Linked DNA regions of Triticum aestivum: region 2 is linked to region 1. The links are chromatin contacts, called in public Hi-C maps. All regions are on one chromosome and are shown on one strand. The core of a region is the stretch at or near the end of the contact, and the rest is flanking DNA. Distances in the headings are between cores, read along the strand shown.

The links. Hi-C and Micro-C count contacts between places; a contact is called where the count stands out from the background.
Region 2: a Hi-C map of leaf shows a contact between it and region 1, with 4 times the contacts expected there. The contact joins the enhancer-like site here to the promoter of LOC123128468 in region 1. A contact is called at or near these places in 3 of 5 Hi-C or Micro-C datasets (all in leaf).

Annotation. Positions count from the first base shown.
Region 1 is chr6A:556,891,538-556,898,317 of IWGSC CS RefSeq v2.1, reverse strand. It overlaps LOC123128468 (5'-adenylylsulfate reductase-like 3), which reads right to left and starts at 2,660. Exons shown (of 4, transcript XM_044548476.1): 1 at 2,292-2,660; 2 at 1,165-1,352; 3 at 942-1,066; 4 at 1-637. The coding sequence starts at 2,477. The coding sequence ends at 183. It overlaps LOC123128467 (probable pectin methyltransferase QUA2), which reads right to left. Exons shown (of 8, transcript XM_044548475.1): 6 at 6,365-6,668; 7 at 5,649-5,787; 8 at 4,366-5,055. The coding sequence ends at 4,906.
Region 2 is chr6A:557,068,296-557,075,075 of IWGSC CS RefSeq v2.1, reverse strand. It overlaps the pseudogene LOC123128469. Among protein-coding and RNA genes, the nearest start is that of LOC123131016, 23 kb to the left of the region's middle. Within about 2 kb of position 2,370, at least 1 of the 8 cell types and tissues checked has an H3K27ac peak or open chromatin away from gene starts, as enhancers often do. A contact at or near this core is called in leaf, where this site is marked.

The DNA.
Region 1 (6,780 bases), core at 1,411-3,910:
AAGAATATGTTTGGGCAACAGCTATTCAAGACAAGGTTATAATGGCAACAATACTGGGGGAGGTGCTTATTCTAATGATGATGTTACAATAGCTAGCAAAGCTGGTTACAACAGATTCTTGGTGCTCATATCCTGATCACTCTACTGTACATAATATCCCTGCGGACAAAAAAGTTTACACTTCACCTCAGTTCATTCGTGGAGTTCGTCCTTCCGATAGTGCTTGGTTCTCCGATTGACACAGATGCTAATGATTTGGAGGCCCAGGCAGTGGCATTCCTTGCCCCCTCCTGTAAATTCCCTCGCTTCGAAGGGTATAACCTACTCAATTTCTGTCTTGCTTGCTCGAGGTAGGTGAAGAAATATTCATGCACGCCCATCAAGTTCGCAAACAGAGTATGCCTCCTCCATGCCCATTTTGCTGCAGAAACTATCCTTGGGAATAGAAGATACAGCAACCGCAGGATTACAAAAGAAGCTGCCAGTGCTAGATACGTATCCTGCTGGAGTATATTTTCGGGTGAACGCGCCCACCAGAATGGACAATTTTCCGGTTCAACATCCTTTTTTGGCTCAATTTCATCTAACGGGTGTGGCATGGCCTCCCCAGTGGTTGACTCCACTGATGCACTGATGCCTTCATCACATAAATTGACCGTCAGCAAATCAATTAGAAAAACAGATGCAGCCACAAAAGATATCATAAACACAACAAATTCCAAGTTCAAACTCCAACCACAAGGAGACTCATAGACACTAGTTTGGAACAAAGATGTCTCATACCACAAGATAGGTGGAAAAATACGAACATGTAGCTCAGTTGCTCAATACAATGAAGAACTCTGGTAAGCATGCAAGCAAAACTACAACACACTCCAAAAAAATAGAATACAAAAAAGAATGGAAAAGAAGAAAGAGTCCGTATGCAACAATTTACACACCTGAAACATCACTGTAGAAAGCAGCTAGTGGCTTAACAGTTCGAGGTCCATGGTACCTCACTCGCATTGTTGAATTCAAGAGAAATAGTGTTGGAAAACCATGAATTCCATATCTTGATATTATGCTGCAGTTTCAAATGCAAAGGTTACACTCCATCATAAAACAAACAGTAGTGTATTACACTAAGGAACACATTTTTCTTCAGTCCAAAGGCGGGCATACCTTGGCCTAATTGCAGATTCCTCAAATGCAAAATGGCGAATAGTTGGGAATAAGTGAGCCAACTTCTCGAAATTAGGTTTGCACTCTTGTGAAAACGGGCACCACGAGGCATAGAAAAGTACAGCAATGTACTCATCTTTGTTCAAGTAAAGAAGATTGACTGCCCTCGCCAATGTAGCCTCATCTCCCTATATAATGTTAAAGAAATTTAAGAGTCGGCTTCAATTCTACAAGTACAACAGATGGAATATCCTTGTGCTAATGAAGGAAGGGAGGGACAAACAGGCACTACATCACAATAAAAGAAAAAAATAACAAAATTAGTTAGATATAGTACTAGTTGTCAGATTATTTTTAACTCACTTAAATGTAACGTGGTGCCATGTTAGGGAGAATATGTTTTATGTTCTAATTTTGAGCTCTACATTTTAGGAGAAAAAAACAAAAGACAAGGATGGAAAACTACATCCAAGTTTTTATTTATATTCTTTTTCTCTAAGTCAGACCAACCCCAAGATACAAGATGCGACCAAATTGGAAGAAGCACACAATAGTATCCCTGATTATCTGCAAGTGACATGTCACAAAAAACAGATAATGCAACACACATAGCATAAGCTGCATAACACTTCAGCAGAGTATGTTACTATAGGAACAGGAGTTGCAGGGAATTCCAAACAAATATGAAAGTGGCTTTTTAGGGACATGGCACAAAACCAATTGATACAACATAGTAACACTTCAGGACAACGTGTTATTATAGGAGCACAGGGGGCAGAGGAGGGAATTTCAAACCAAACACAAAGCTGGCTTGGTCCTTTTTTTTTCTCAATGTTGGCAGGAGAGCTGCCGAATCCATTGATTAGAAAGGGGTATTACAAGAACGCCCCCAAAGCTGGCTTGGTCCTAAGGAGAAATTTCTCATAGCTTAACGCATATGCAGCTTATCAGTGCAGGTTGCCAAAATGCATAAACCAATTGACAGGATAGAAGAACCTATCCACACCCTTGACACCATGTATGGACCTAGAAAATCCCTAATTTCACGACCCCCAACTTTCACCCCGTCAATAATCTATTCGCCGCTGTATATTTTATCAAAAAAAAAAAGCGTCGGGATAGCTCACCTCGATGACGCCGACCGGGTCGCCGAGGCGGCGATCCAGCGGCGAGCAGGTGCTGGGAGGCCCGAGCACGGCCTCCGCCGCGGCGGGCACCGGGCACGCCCCGGGATGCGCGGAGGAGAGCCCCGCGGCGGCGAGGAGGAGGAGCAGCAGCAGCAGCGCCGCCCACCGCGGCGACCCCCGGCCCATGGGGCCCTGGCACGGACGCGTCCCCCCGCCCTAGATCCGGGCTCCGGGGGCTCCTCGCATGCGCTGGCCGGCTGGCGCTCGGCGCCGGGGGAGCGCGGCGGCCGCGGGGATTTTCGGTTGCGCTGCGCCGACGGGTGCGGGCGGAGGTTGGTTTGGGCGTGCGGGATTGGGAGCCCTTTGCGTTGTGAGGCCGAGGCGGGTCGCTTTATCGGGTGCGGGCGCCGGGCCGCAGTCCGATCGCGATCGGACGGACGAGATGCCCGGGCGAGCTGGCCCCCGGGACGCGGGATCCGGAGGATGACGTGCGGGGCCCGCCACGCGGTGACGGGGTTGGTCTCGCAGCCCCGCGGCATGGTGACGCGATATTTATGAATACGCGCCTACACCCACAGAATCGATCACGACACACGTGGACCTATGAAGAAGGCCGCGGTGGGCCCGCAATGACCCGTCACTATGGGACCACCCTGTCAGTGAGATATTGTCGTCTTTTAGGCTGGTCATAGTGGGGAGTAACTTAGACCGGTAACATACATATATTACTAGTCTATGTTATCACCTTCGTAATGGGTAGTAAGATATGGATGATAACATGCAAGCCTTCATTATACTGTAGACTCATATTACCTCGAGGTGTGTTATGTTAAATTAGTAACATATTATGTTACCACAAGTATCTCTCTCCTCATTAACTCTATGTCACATAAACAAAATTGTTTTGAAATGTGTTATGTTACTCACCTAAGTTACTCCCACTATGACTAGCCTTAAAAGAAAAGGTCTTTGACGCAGAAGGTTTGCTTTGGGTCAGTGTCACGGATAATTGGACGTAGGAGAATATATGTATGCGCAACTTGCTGCCGCTACTCTCGTCTTATGGCAAAACTTGTGGAGAACAAAAATTGATTTGCTCCGGCATCGACCCCAAAAGGAATATTACCTTTTCTGTTGGTGCACAAAAGAATCTTATCGTTGGGTCTATAAACTGCAACGGACCGGATTGACTTGCTTATTAAGATTTCGTACTGCCAGTACCAGATGGTGGATGGAATATTTCGTTGCGCCTGCGGGTGGAGCCGAACCCTGCGAGAGGCTGTGACCGAGTGCGTGAGTGAGCGGATGGGCCAATCATCTCCGGCCTCAGACGGCCCGTCACTGTCACCACACTCGCGAACAAGATTGTGCCAGCCAACTGGCCGATAGAAACAAGCGTGGATCGATTTTGCTTCAAGAGCGGGAGGCGACGAGTCTTTCTTTTGTTAACACCAGCGGTTTCTTTTTCTTTTTTTTCTTTTTTTTTGCGGGAACACCAGCGGTTTCAACTTTCAGCCACAGGACAAACAGCGGCAACCGAATTTGCTTTGGGAGTTGCTCTGCCAGCCCAGGAGTACGACTTGCGAGGAGATAATTTGTCCGTCCTTCGCAGGGTTTGACCCTGTGATGCCAAGGAATGAAAGAAACATTGGATGGAATCAAGGGCCAATGGCATCGGCAGTGTCAATTCGTTTGGATTTATGGTGGCGTATCGCCATCGGTTTGTCTTTGCTGATGATGTGGTGTCCGTGGCAGCTGGAGAACACTATGATATGAGTTAGACGTTCCACCCTGCGTACTAAGTATAATCATGGGAGGGCTCAAATCGTACAGCAACACCCATGCAGCTAAAGCTAAGCAGCTTCGGCTATGGTCTATGGGCAACTAATCACACACAAAAACGGCGTGCAAAATAGCTGCAGGGAATTTTGCACTAGAATCTGTAAGAAAAACTGCAAGTTCCATATGTAGCTGTCCAATGCAGGTAGTTCCTGAATAATACAGATACCATGCTGTGGAACATGCACAAAATCGACACAAATAGAAATGTAGGTGGAATTGGAAACATCTAATATGAAGAATTTCGTTTTGCTCTTTCCTATCATTCATCTCAAATATTGACCTTCATTTCACAAATATTGTAATCTGGGGGTGGCCAGTATAGATACCAACAAATTTTACATACAAGATACAAAAATGAATGAGCACCATTACAGAGGAGGAGAATGCAATGAGGGAGAGGGAGAAAAATGGAATTATACCTATGTGACACATTGGCCGCGATTATGTACGCCGCAGCATCATCCCTTTATTAAACATATGGTTTTGCTACAAAATTAACTTTGCCGCCTTCATCACCGTGTCTCTTGGCAGTAAAACCTTGGCCTGGAAAGCTTAGCCACCAAGCCTGTCGTCCTCTGCAGCATGCACTTGCCCGATCAGTCTCATGGCACCTTGCGACCCATGATGATTCATGACGAGTTAGCTGACCCATTCCTCCAGTGTTTCAACTGAAATTTGTTCCCAGTTGTTCTCGGACAATACGTGTAACAGTATTTTGGGGGTAAAGAATAATTCCAATTTCTGAATCGTGTGTCAGTGTCTGGTATGCTCATTATTTTTTCAGAAAGGGCTTCTGACAGACCAACAGTTTTTCATCGCTAGCTATGTCAAGATCCAATATACGGGCATCCCATCTGAGCTGAGCAGCAACAGATCTTGCAGCTTCAATAAGAGGGGCTGTGTCACGTATTATAATCCAGCCCTGCATAGGCATAAAATAAATACATAATTTTAGACAATACATTGAACACTCATCATCTAATGGTCAATGCAAGCACTGATTTATATATAAGTTATAGATATATGCGAGTGCAAGACTTGTCCAAGAGACAGCCTGATTCAAAACTACACAGAGTACTTTACAAAGACAATTTCTTAAAATCAGGTAAATGAGAATGTTTGTGCATCAGACCTAAGTTTACGCAATACTGAATGCCGCTTCTTCAATAGTAGAGTTCACATAGCCTATAGATAGAAAAAACATAACTCTTGCAATTTGGCCATAGTGAATGACCAGGCAATGAAGAATGGAGTTTTTGGAATTAAAGCAAAGTTAATGTATCTTGTGGATATCCCAAACTAAACTTCCTTGCATATGGCATAGTTAAGCAGCAACAATTGTTAGAATGGAGCCATATGAATCGTTTTTTATTTTACTTTTAGAACCACCAACACACAACAGGACACCGTTATTGCCCACTGATCAGAATCCACAGGAACCTACATATGGGTTTCATGACTGAACGATCCAGTTCCTATATCAGTATAAATGTAAAATTAGCAAAACTTGGTTACCTCTGGTCTTAGGATGCGATCAACTTCCAAGAATATGTCAAGAGTAGAACATCTACGTTTTTGGCGCTTTTCAAGTGATAGAAAGCCATCAGCATGTACCATATCATATGTTCTCGGGTAAGTTGGAAATGCTTCACACCTGAACAAATGTTTGACATTCTATCAGTTAAAGTGATCAGAAGATCCACAAGGAAAGAACTATAAAAGGTACTCCCGCCGTTCCATAATGTAGTGCGTACAGATTTTTTCAAAAGTCAAACATTACAAACTTTGACCATGTTTATGGACAAAAATATGTACATTTAAACACCAAATGCATATCATTGGATACATCATCAATTATATTTTCATGTTGTATATGTTTGGAATTCTATATAAAAATAGTGTAAACTCGGTCAAAGTTTGCTTAGTTTGACTTTTCTGAAAATCTATACGCACTACATTATGGGGCAGAGGGAGTAACATTTTACATTGTGGTGATCCCCATCTGATAAAGACATAATTCTTGTACAAAAATGTAATTTGCATAAGCATGCTAAAAAGATGTAATTCGATAAAAATTATGAGTCATGGCTGTGCCTTGTATACGCATGCACATGTGGCGTACAATGTGGATTTTTAGTATGATAGAAAGTTGGCGATTACTCGATATACACCTGAAACAAGGGGGGGGGGGGGGGGGGTCAGAAAGGAAAAACTCAGGGGCAAATACTTACCAGTCGTGTTGAACCCCAATAAGTCCACGGTCAAAAATAAGTGGCAGATAGTTCGGGGCATTTGTAGGAACAACATTCATCACCCATACAGATTTTCCAGACTTGAGTAAAGCAGCATTAAATCCACCAAAGTGAGCATTCATATCCAGAACATTCCTAAGCATGTTAAATGGTGGATGTGGCTCCTCATCACCAGGTCTCTTTGGATGATCAGAAAATATAAGTGGAGACAATAAAGACCAGTAGTTTCGCACCATGGAGTCCCAGGTGGAAGTATCCTCACCAAAGTCTTCTGAATTCACACCTGGCAATTTTGAAGGTTTTAATTGGAAGACAGACAACATTTTCAATAAAAATGCTCATATCTAAGCAGTGTCATCCATCTGTTTGTGACCTTTCTACTTCCATTGTGTATG
Region 2 (6,780 bases), core at 1,121-3,620, 180 kb before region 1:
CTTTCAGGTAGTTCTTTTCTTTTCCTACGAAATTTACGACCAATTCATGACCCACTTCACTTCTGCAGGCCACTGTTCCCTTGGGAAATCACAATGATCATCCTATATCTATTTCATTTGTAGCAGCTCATGGATCAGACAAGTTCCTTCTTCGTGCTATCTTGGATATGTATTCAGCCGTCCAAGAACAAATAGTTTTGGCATCCAAGTTGGCACTTCCACCAGTAATTGATCGTGATGTTGATACATCAGAGTTGTTGAAAGAAAAGGTATATCTCGTTCACATTTGTAGCAGTGCATGCATCAGACGAATTCATTCATCATGTTACCTTGGGTATGTATTTTCCCATCCAAGAACACATAATTGGGCATCCAGGTTCACACTCATCAGTAACCAATGGCGATTTTGATGCATCGTAGCTGTTTAAAATGTTCATTTTTTATGAATGATATGTTGACATTTTGTTGCTAAGGGTTGTGTTGTTCCTGTTTCTTTATCAGTTTTTCGTTGACAATGACACCTTGCCATTCCTTGTTGGCAATAATCAAGTTTTATGCGGTAGTTCAGGAAAGTTGGGCCAGCCAGTGTAAGATTGTGTTAGTTGTGCCCGTTTCCTATCTGGTCCTACACACTGATTTGTATACACTGATCTTGGTACTCAGTGAGCACGGATAATTTTTTAATCCTGTATCGAGTGTGAGTCCAAACCCTGAGTAGTATAAATATATAAGGAGATTGTGCATTGACTGCCAAGCACTGGAAAATAACAATAAAAAAAGAATAAAAAAATTCTAGCTTTCGTGTGTTCAATCATGTTCATGGTTTGCGCAATCCACAATTTGGTTTTATGTTTGCTTAACAGGGAAATAATTCCTTCAAAAGAAAACAATGGAGCAAAGCTATTGAATCCTATTCCGGGGCAATCAAATTGAACGACACAAATGCGACATACTATTGCAATAGAGCAGCTGCTTATCTGGAACTTGGACGGTATGCTTTCAATATCATTACCTTTGAACACGATTCCCTGAAATCAGCACTTTCAAGCTCATGCATTTTGAATCTTATGCAGTTTCAAGCAAGCTGAAGCGGATTGCGACCAGGCCTTACTGTTGGATAAAAAGGTAAGTGGCCTTTTGTTAGTCACTTCTCCATGGTTACAAAATATCACTACCGTCTTGTGCTGTTATTTATGGTGACATCAGATATTCACATTTCTTCTCTTTATGCTGCTGTTGCCTCAGAATGTTAAAGCATACCTACGACGAGGTACCGCAAAAGAAAGTGTTTTGAATTACCAAGAAGCTCTGCAAGGTGTGGAAATTTTCTAGCATGCAATTATTTCTTACTAATATATCTGATTGAAACAGTGGGGTTTTTCATGATACTCTTGCTGGTCGCTAAGCAAAGCTGGTAAAGGGTTGAAGCCAGCTTAACTGGCGATTGTAGCCATCTAGGCTTAACATTGAGTTGACTGATTTCACTTTCTTTTCGAGGAAATAGCCAGGAGTAGAGTGATTTTATTTATAGATGTTCTGGTAAAACTAGTTGGCAGCAATAGCATAGCTTATGTTTCTGTAATAGTGGTATTCATTTTTCTCAATCTCATTGGTCTTGCCTTGCGTGTACAGATTTCAGGCATGCTTTAGCTTTGGAGCCGCAGAACAAAACAGCCCTTGCAGCAGAGAAAAGGCTACAGAAACACCTGAGGTGATTCTGTTGGCGGAGCTGGAACCCGCAACTTGTCAAATTTTGGGATCAAACTAGTCTGTAAAGGAAAGAGCCCTTCTGCTCCTTGAGAAGAATTGGTCGCAAAGACACTGAACACTTTGCTTCTGTAGTGTCATTGTTTGCGTTTCATAAAAAAAAATTGGCGTGAAATTCATGAAGATGTTGGCATCTTCTGAGTGCAGCAGAAACAACTGGCGCGCTGAGATACTGTTAGGCCAGTTGCTGTGGCAAGAAACACTCCAAGTTTTTGAGGCTGTAAAACTTTTACTTGGTGCCATCCAATACGGCAACGTGTGATAACGGTTTCTCAACTCCTTGTATGTACCAAGAAATTCTAAAACGACTGGCAATTCAACTCATACCACTCTGCCTCCGTAGAAACGTGACCACAAGCGAAGGATAAGTCACTGAACACCAGACAGATATCCACGGTTCGGCGGTAAAAAACTGCCAGAAAAGAGCCACGAACGACTGAACCACGATCTCCCCCGTGGACAAACGCTCGACGCCAGACCGCCGGTTCACGCCAGTTGGTCGAAGGAAACTGCACCGATGAGTCGCCCGACGGCGACCTCCAGTTTGTCCCCTCCCCCCTCTGCGCGTCCGTCCGTGTGAGCACGCGCGACCTGGGTGTGTGCTGTTCGGGCAGTGGCTTCGATAAGCAAGCAGACGCCTTCGTTTTTTGCACCTCACAGATCACTTTCTTCTGGAGATCGGTCCAATGGAGACGCAGCAGCAGCGCCGGCACCAGCTCCGGACTCCCATGGACCCGCTCGTGTCCCTCGCCGCCAGCTTCCTTTCGGCCTTCTCGCCGTCGTCCAGGGAGCATGGCACCACCACCTCCACGATACTCCTCCTGCCGCTCCCCGTGGCCGCGGCGCGCGCGCTGTCCGTGCTCCGCCGCCTCGCGCTGCTCGCCACGCAGGCCTTCATCTCCCTCTTCTTCGCGTTCCTCTCCGCGCTCTCGCCCCCGCCGCCGCCGCCGCCCCCCTCGCTCGCGCCCTCGCTGCCGCCGCCGCTGCGCGGGGACCGCGCGGGCGCGGGGGCCACCGCCGCCGTGGCGTCCACCTGCGTGGAGCGCGCGCTCGGGCACGTGCTCTGGGTCGCATCCCGGCTCCCCGTCGCCTCCCGCAAGTACGAGCTCGTGCGCGGGCTCGCGGAGCGGCTGCTCGACGAGAACAACGTGGGCGCGCGGGTCGCCGCCGTGACCCGCGCCGCGCTGGCCGGCGCGTTCGAGCGCACGCTGGGGCAGCTGGAGGCGTCGGCGGGCGGCGAGTGGGGCCCGCCCGGGATGGAGCTGGCCGTGCGCGCGGTCAGGTCCGGGGTGCGGTGGTGGAGGCCCACCGTGGCCGCGCTGGAAGGCAACGACGCGTTCGGCGGCCCCGCGGCCGAGAAGCTCGCCGCCGAGCTGCTGTGGCTCGGGCAGAAGATGGCCGAGTGCGGCGCGGCGCGCGAGGCCGCCGTGCAGTTCGGCGCCGCGTCGCGCCTCGGCAGCCGCGCGCTCGTCGCCGAGCCCACGCTGCAGGTCGCGCTGCTCCGGCTGGCTGGTACGTCTACGTACTACGTGCAAACCATCTTCTTCCTTGAGAAATTAAAACTATTATGAGAAGAAGATGCACTCTCACGCACGCGGACGCCATTGGCTGTCGGTGCAGTGTTCCTGTTGAGGCACGCCAACGCGGCGGAGTTCGAGCAGGAGGAGGGCAAGGCGGCCGTGGCGGAGCAGCGGATGGCGATGCTGCGGTCGTGGCTGCCGCTGCTCTGCCGCGGCAGCAACGGGACGGACGCGCCGGTGCTGAGCGGCAGGGAGAGGGCGGAGATGGTGACGGTGCTGGAGGAGCTGATCGAGAAGCTGCGGTGGGAGCAGCAGGAGGAGGCCCTGGCGCTGTGGCTGCACCACTTCGCCGCCTGCCCGGACACCGACTGGCCCAACCTCGAGCGCTGCTACACGCGATGGTACGCCGAGTCGCGCAAGCTCCTCGCCTGACCAGCAGCCAGCACGTACGCCGGAGCACTTTTGCCTGATGCTCAACTGTGTGTGTGTGCCACTCGATCGAGCAACTTACTACGTAGTAGTACCTGTGTATGTAAGTTTAGTTTTAGTACAAAAGAGTGGGAAGTTCACAAGTTATGCTAGTGTAATCTGCAATTTTTTTCTCTCTGGACTCTGTTCATGCAAGCGTGTGCAAATTTGTAACCCTACTATCTTCAGAAAACCCAACAGATTTTTACTCTTCCCTGAGCAGTAAAGTGGAGCAAAAGGACCGAGGAAATCGCGTAATGAGTAACGACGCCGAACAAGTTCATAAAAGTGATGCATGGATACAAAGGAAAAGAACGAGGCCTTTTGCTCATTTGCTGAATCATCAGGAGCAGGAAAAAAACCCAAACTCCTAGTTCCAACATCCGCAACTTTGGGAACATAGGCAATACATATGCAGTTCTAACACGTCAAACCTCTTTCCTCAAGAATATGAATTTGGGCAACAGCTATTCAGGACAAGGTTATAATGGCAACCATACTTGGGTACGTGGGAGCTTATTCTAATGATTAGTTACAATAGCTAGCAAAGCCGGTTACAACAGATTCTTGGTGTTCATATCCTGATCACTCTACCGTACATTTTATATCAGAGAACAAAAAGGTTTACACTTCACCTTAGTTCTTCATGGAGTTCGTCCTTCCAACGGTGCTTGGTTCTCTGATGGATACAGATGCCAATGATTTGGATGCCCCGGCAGTGGCATTCCTCGCCCTTCCTGCAAATTATCTCGCTTTGAACGGTATAACCTATTGATTTTTTGTGGTGGAGCTTCAGCAGGGCCATTCTGCCTGCTGCCCCCAGCTCATGAAGTTTTTTCCAACAAGCAAGAAGGGAAGGGTAAAGCAACTGAGGATGAACTTGAAGAAACCTTACAAGGCACAATGAAATTGTCTGTTCAAGCTCAAAAGGATGATGGGTCATCTATAAGAGAAAACCGACTCAAAATGCCAATATTGAACAAATGAAGAATCTCCCAATTATGAAGAGGGCTAACAAAAAAGCAAATCCAGTCAGTCGAACGAAGATATCCAAGAGAACATTCAAGGGATTTTGTTGATGTCATTGCTATAGGCTACAAAGACATGTCTGCATAACTATGCAAGGAAGCAAGACCAAGTTGTTCTTATTCTAGAAGAAGCAACTGAACTCATCCAGGATTCAATGAGAGAATCTAACAAGATTTCTAGAAATAGTTTTGTCGCAAAGGAATCCTAAAGTTGTGAAATGAGATGAATAGATTGAGAGTATATTGACTCCAAGGAAGTATTTGATACCATTCGCGAGAACTACAAAGTGTCTGACTTGATGGCTCTCCAACAAGACTTGAATGAAGAGTTAACTCTATAATTATTTACCACAATGCAGTTTGAAGATGTGTTAGATCCTTCCAGTAGATGTTAAATGGCAAGGTGTACAAGTCAAGTACATGTGAGTTTGCTGAGGTGCAAAAAAAATCACAAAAAAAAATCAAAACTTTGAGACTGTACATTAGAAGGAAATGTCCAATAAGGAGAAGATGGCACGGTTATATAATGTGAGCTTGTGTTCAAACATAATAAAAATCTTGTAATGACAATTGGACTCCGTGAATGGATCTTTACAGTTAACTACCTCTTGAGAGTCATTTTTGACCCCAAGGTTGGAGATAGCATATCAAGATCCAAGGTTTTTCCAAGCAACTTCTTATGCTTGGCATGGATGTTCCTGTGGCTTCGAGCAACCTCTGTGGTATGGGCTGATGACCCACAAGTATAGGGGATCAATTGTAGCTCTTTTCGATAAGTAAGAATGTCGAAGCCAACGAGGAGCAGAAGGAAATGACAAGTGATTTTCAGCAAGGTAATGTCTGCAAGTGCTGAAATTGTAAGTAACAGAGTAGTTTGATAGCAAGATATTTTGTAACGAGCAAGTAATGATAGTAGTAACAAAAGTGCAGCAAGGTAGCTCAATCCTTTTGAGGCAAATGACAGGCCAAAACAGTCTCTTATAATAAGCAAAGCGTTCTTGAGGGTACACGGGAATTTCATCTAGTCACTTTCATCATGTTGATTTGATTCATGTTCGCTACTTTGATAATTTGATATGTGAGTGGACCGGTGCTTAGGTGATGTTCTTACTTGAACAAACCTCCTACTTATGATTAACCCCCTCACAAGCATCCGCAACTACGAGAAAAGTATTAAGGATAAATCCTAACCATAGCATTGAACTTTTGGATCCAATCGGTCCCTTACGGAATAGCGCATAAACTAGGGTTTAAGCTTCTGTCACTCTCGCAACCCATCATCTAATAACTACTCCACAATGCATCCCCTTAGGCCCAAATATGGTGAAGTGTCATGTAGTCGATGTTCACATGACACCACTAAGGGAATCACAACATACATACCATCAAAATATCGAACACACATCAAATTCACATGATTACTTGCAACATGATTTCTCCCTTGACCTCAAGAACAAAAGTAACTACTCACAAGTGATAAACATGCTCAAGATCAGAGGGGTATTAAATATCATAATGGATCTTAACATATAATATTCCACCAAATAAACCATATAGTAATCAACTACAAGATGTAATCAACACTACTAGTCACCCACAAACACCAATCTATAGTTCCGGTAACAAGATTGAACACAAGAGATGAACTAGGGTTTGAGATGAGATGGTGTTGTTAAAGATGTTGATGGAGATTTTCCTCCCCAAGATGGAAGAGTTGTTGGTGATGATGATGACGATGATTTTCCACCTCTGGGAGGGAAGTTCCCCGACGGAATCGCTCCGCCGAAGGGCAAAAGTGCTCCTACCCAAGTTTCGCCTCAAGACGGTGGCGCTCCAAACCGAAAGTCATCCCTTTATTTTTTCTAGGTCAAAATGACTTATATAGGAGAAGATGGGCACCTGAGGTGGGCCTGGGTGAGCACAACCCACCAGGGCGCGCCTGGGCTCCCTGGCGTGCCTAGGTGGGTTGTGCCCACCTGGTGGGCCCCCTCTGGCAC